Linked DNA regions of Mus musculus: region 1 is linked to region 2. The links are chromatin contacts, called in public HiChIP or PLAC-seq maps. All regions are on one chromosome and are shown on one strand. The core of a region is the stretch at or near the end of the contact, and the rest is flanking DNA. Distances in the headings are between cores, read along the strand shown. Region 1 has its middle 50 kb from the start of Edn1. Region 2 has its middle 110 kb from the start of Phactr1.

What was found. HiChIP or PLAC-seq counts read pairs in DNA pulled down with a chosen protein or histone mark.
Region 1: a contact with region 2 is called in a FOXA1 HiChIP or PLAC-seq map of pancreatic cancer cells. The contact joins two enhancer-like sites. A contact is called at or near these places in 1 of 484 Hi-C or Micro-C datasets (nephron progenitors) and 2 of 115 datasets of contacts at active chromatin or transcription factors (kidney and pancreatic cancer cells).

Annotation. Positions count from the first base shown.
Region 1 is chr13:42,350,483-42,353,233 of GRCm38.p6, reverse strand. No RefSeq gene overlaps it. Among named protein-coding and RNA genes, the nearest start is that of Edn1, 50 kb to the right of the region's middle. Within about 2 kb of position 1,368, at least 36 of the 459 cell types and tissues checked have an H3K27ac peak or open chromatin away from gene starts, as enhancers often do. A contact at or near this core is called in pancreatic cancer cells, where this site is marked.
Region 2 is chr13:42,569,381-42,572,080 of GRCm38.p6, reverse strand. It overlaps the pseudogene Gm47125. Among named protein-coding and RNA genes, the nearest start is that of Phactr1, 110 kb to the left of the region's middle. Within about 2 kb of position 1,295, at least 12 of the 459 cell types and tissues checked have an H3K27ac peak or open chromatin away from gene starts, as enhancers often do. A contact at or near this core is called in pancreatic cancer cells, where this site is marked.

The sequences.
Region 1 (2,751 bases), core at 119-2,618, 220 kb after region 2:
AAGTAGAAGTGTCCTTCCATCAACTGCTTCTTGTTAGGAATTTAATAATTTCAACAACAACAACAATAATAAAAAAGGACTAATATAGTCCTGCAATAGTTGCTTCTGTTTTTAACATTCAGACTTTTTTCTTCTCATTACTCCCTAATCAACGAAGCATAGCGAGAACTATAACCCATACAAGCATCGTGCTTGTGATCTCAGGCAACCCAAAGTTCCCATGGTATGCATGGAAAGAGTGGGTTGGAAATCAATCTCAGGTTCATTTTCTTTTCTTTTTTCTTTTTTCTTTTTTTTTTTATTTTTATTGTTTTGTTTTGTTTTGTTTTGCCTTTTTTTTGTTTTTTGTTTTTTTCAAGACACGGTTTCTCTGTGTAGCCCTGGCTGTCCTGGAACTCACTCTGTAGACCAGGCTGGCCTCAAACTCAGAGATCCGCTTGCCTCTGCCTCCCCAGTGCTGGGATTAAAGGCGTGTGCCACCACGCCTGGCTCAGGTTCATTTTCAACATAGATAATCTCAATATTCTTGATAAGAAATATTGGTGACAAGAGAACAGGTTCATGGGAACTTTTCAACATTACTGTAGGACAGAAGCAATAGGGGAATAGAGGGGGATAAAATAGGAAGCCATGGCCACTGTGTGAGCCTAGAGCATGGAAGATCCTGCAGAGTCTCTGACAACAAAGGATCATTAAGAAACAACTAAAAGCTTGCATGTGTCCCTTCATGCCAGAGCAAACACAGACACTGTTAACCCTTTGTTCCCAGGCTCCCGTCTTTGATGCCTCCTCTGCAGATGGACTATTTAAGCTAAGGCAGGCAGGAATTCATCCCCTGAGCTTGCAGCTCTAACAGGAGAGCATTCTTGCTTTCATATTCTTGGCATTGTATGCAGTTTCATGGGATTTGTCTGCCAGAAACCCATGGCGCTCAGCTATAGAGGTCTCCCATGCTCGGGGAAGGCTCCTTATTCTTTGGGGCTCTGTGTACAGCAGAGGAGAGCTATGTCTACAACTAAAGATGAAACAGCAGTAAAAAGAAAGTGAAAACGAAAGAAGCAAACCCACTTTGCAGTCAGTGTTGAAAAGTACATCAGAGAGAATGATCCTGGGCCTCTCTGTCCACGAGGCAGGTTGAGGAAGAATGATCTGGGTTATACTTACGAGAAGAGCTAATTAGGATTTTACTCTTCAATTGGTCACAATTCAAAGCCTATGTAGGAACTCAGGGGAGCTCCCAGTCCTTGATACGTGCACAGGTTTATGCAGTCCTGTCCCACTTTTTACTGAATGCACGACATCCTGGCCCCAACCCTGTCCTACACCCAACACCAGCCTCTTACACGGCCACACATTCTTGCACTGACTCACATAGCAAATATTTATGATGCCTCCGGTATGAGCTAGACACTCTGTTATGCTTGGAGGGTGTAAAGATGAAAAGACACAGAACGAGAGTGGGAGGGACATGTAAATCAACAATTAGTGCTCCGTGATGGCACACTGTGATGGAGGGATGCCCAAGGAGACCACACAGGTGAGGACAAATAACTCAGCCTGGAGGGTGGCAAGGGTGCTGGGAAATAGCCTTCTAAGAGGAGGATGCTTGGGGTACAAAGAGCAGCCCTTGCAGACAGAGAATCCAGCAGCATCAGTTACCTGTAGAGGAGCCAGGAAAACAAGGGCATCTACTTTGAAGTATCTTAAAGACCACTGACCCTCTAATAGTTCCCACATTGCCTGGGTATTTGAAATGGTCCCATCTCTAATGACTGAGTTAAGGGGCCATCTCTGCGTATACTACAGTGTTTCTTATTGTTGCTTTTTAAGGCAGAATCTCTTATAGATCAGATATAGCCAAAGAGGGCCTAACATCCAATATAGATTGGTTATCCAAAATTCTTGTGACCAGAAGTATTTGTTTCAGCTTTTGGACTATTTGCACGTGTCTGATGAGCCATCTTGGGTAATCCTATGGAAGTCTAAGCAAGAACCCCTCTTTCTGTATATGCTTTACAAACATACTCTTCGATTCATTTCAAGCAATCAACTTTAATAATTTTGTGAACGAGACTGAGATTTCACCCTATGAAATTTTCTTCTTGTAGCATCATGATGTTGTGTAGAAATTTTTGGAGTTGGCAGCAGTTTTGATTTTGAAATTTCAGGGCTAGGTCTAAAATGTCTACAAAGAGCAGAGCTCTGTTCAGAGCTTGGGGCAAAGTTTTCAATTCTTTATTCTCATCTCCTCTGCTTCCTGAAAGCAGCCCCAAAATGTTGCCATTATATTCCTGGGTCTTGATGAACTAGGAGCCTTAGAATGAAGTCCAGAAGCTACACAAGCTGCAACATCACACATAGAGAGTTCACTCTGGTTTCCTCTTTGGTAAAATGAAAGAAGTCTTGTTCCTGTAGAGTTGCTTCAAAGACTGTCATGGATCATGTGCACAGCATAGATCATAGGCACTCAATAAATGCTTCTTCTACCCACCTCAGGACTTCCACTTCCACTGTCTTTCCCTTCATAAGGATAACAGCTGTGACAGCATTCGTTGGAAGAAACCACATAGTGACCTTCTTAACATACTAACAGTTACTTTAGGTTCTCTGATTATGAACATGCTTTGGTTTGAATTGGGCTGGTGGGTCCCAGAAAGGCAAAGAGATGGATAAAATATGGGACCTAGGACACCAGATAAAATATAGGACCTATGCCACCAAAAGGTGGGTCAACTTCACAATATAACTTCG
Region 2 (2,700 bases), core at 46-2,545:
TAACATACCTGCTCATCATTAACACCCCTCCATCCCCCTCTCATTCTTAATTGGTCCACTCCTCCAAATCCCTTTGCTACAATCATGGCTTGGTTTGTGGTCTGTTTTTTGGGTTTCCTTGTTGGGTGTTGTCGTCGTCGTCATCATCGTCATCGTCGTCATTATTGTTGTTGCTGTTTTTGTTGTTTTGAGATCCCCTGAGCATTCACCAGGTCATCTCTGCGATCGAGGGCCTGGCAGGACGCTCCTTCATGGATTTATCTGAGTGTTTCTGCTATGTAGAAAAGTAACACACTCTGATAACTGATTTACCATTAGTCCTTACTTTGAAATGGAACAATTGCTGATGTCTCGAATTTTCACTGTAGATAATGTTATCTCTTCACAATGAGAAGCTGAGACCGGGAATACAGTGTAATATTAGAATTTCACCTAGCTTTCGAGAGCCTGGCTTCTAGCCCCACAACAACAACAAGATTAATACTGAGAGACTGATTCTTTTCCTCAAACCTTTTAAAATGTCTCTTTTCTTTCCCTTTTGTATACACACTTGGGACTTGTATTACACTAAGGAACAACTGAGACTGACTATTGTGGTCATTACAATAAAAAGAAAATTTATATCTTTATCATTATGGATGATGTGTGTACTCTAATTTTATAGATTGGTTTTCTCACAATAAAGACATTTTGTTTATTCCTACTTGATTGATAGTTTATTTTCTTTAACCATTGGCGATGTTTACATTTTATGGGGCGTACACAGCTGTAATTTTACAGTTTAATCTTGTTTTAACTCGCTAAAGCAATTCATTGCAGTAACCCTGAGCTGTGAGTTCCCTATCTGGTTCTGTCCTTGGCTCACTTTTACTGCGAGGTTGTGCAACTCTCTTAAGAATATGCTGGGAAGTAATGTGCCTTTTTCTGTTCGTGAAAAAGCTTAGGTAAGAAATGTTAGCAGTAAAATCTGGCCTGAAGTCCTCACTGTGAGTTGATTTTTAACTACAGATTCAATTGTAGTCTTGATACATTCGAGATTTCTATTTCCTCATGAGTCATTTCTGTGTTTTCTAAAAGTTCATTCAATTCCTTTACAAAGCTGTTGGCCTAAAGTTGTGCGTATATAGTATTTAAGGTTTTGGTTTTGGGGCTTTTTTTTTTTCTGCAACACAAACGAATTGCCTTTATTTTGGAATGCATCCACATTTCAACATGTAGTGATCCTGAACAGAGTGGGGAATGCAGCAACGAGCCAGGAGGCCAGGCCCACTGATCTGCAAACATGGTGACACAGAGCTTCTCCAGGTCCTTGCCAGGTTAGGGTCCTGTGTTCCAGCTGTCAGACTCCACATCAGCTGGGGTGCCTGAGAGCCCTATTCAAACCTCTTCAATGTGTAAAAGCAAAGTGATTATGGAAAAAGGAACCAACTCAGAACCGTGTACACTTAGGACTCTCCACATGGCCTTTCTCTAGGCATATCCACCAAGGACCCTGAGCTCTGGCCGGTCTGAGTTGCCCTGTGACTGCTCTGTTCATGTCTAGATCTGCGCTCCAAGCTCACAGGCTGATGGTGGCGGCAGGGTCGAGGACCTGGCGTTCCCTTCCTAGGCTGCTGGCGGGTGAATGAGTGTGGTCTGGAGCTAAGTGAGGGAGGCCAGGTTCTTCCAGTCTCATCTGATGTTGTATGGTGATGGGTAACAAGGGGGCTGAGGAGGGGGAAAGCAGCATCCCTTGATAGAGGAAGGCCCGAGTTCCTCACCCACGGTCAATTTCAGAGGGAGGGGGAAGGTTACAATCTAAGATGTGGCCAAGGGTGGAAGTGGAGTAATGGGGACAGTGGCTTCGATGGGGCATCACTTAAGACTTATGAAAGCACGGGTGCAGCCAAAGCGCCCCCAAGCTCAGCAGTGGCCAATCCCATGGCTGCCACCTGTTCACAATTCCGTTAGCTGAGCCCACAGCTCCCAAGGGAAACCGATTTCAACATAACTTATTGTTCCCAGAAATTCAACCAGGTAGGCAGCGGCCACACTCTATAGACGGTGCTACACAGTACAACTCAGGTATTTCAAATGGACAAGAAGTTAGTATCGGAACAGGGTCTCACTGGGGCTACAGATGTACCTAGAAAACTCACTACTACGGAAAATGAAGACTTGGATTGGATGGGGAGGGGAGGCGGGGCCTTGGTGACTAACTGCTTTAACATGATCTTGGTGCCTGTGGCAGCATCATGTTCTCCTTTGACATCATCGAGCGTTGAAGTTCCTGCAGGACGACTTTACTGCTGTGGGAATTTGGCCACTGTGCCAGCATTGCCGTGGCTCTTGGATCCGCCTCTTCATTCGAACTGCTCACGCTGCTCGTATTGATTCTTGTTATAAATCTCACATGAGGGTGCTTCTGGCACTGAGGCCCGCATTCTCTTTCAAGGCTATATATTTGGTTTTCATAAATTGTTCATGGAGGCCCAGTTGTCCTGCCATTCCATCTTGTAAGTATCTTCATTGTCCTGCAGATACCAACTAACTGTTCTATCTCCTACTCCTTTCTAGCCTTCTTCTGGCTGTTCAAACAGTTGGAAATTGCAAGGGACTTTTATTCCCGAGCCTGTGGTGACTCGAAAGCCGGTCCCTTCTTCAACTCGTATTTAAGTTTTTAACTGTCTCTAGAAACAGTTTTGTTCTCTTTCCTGTCTC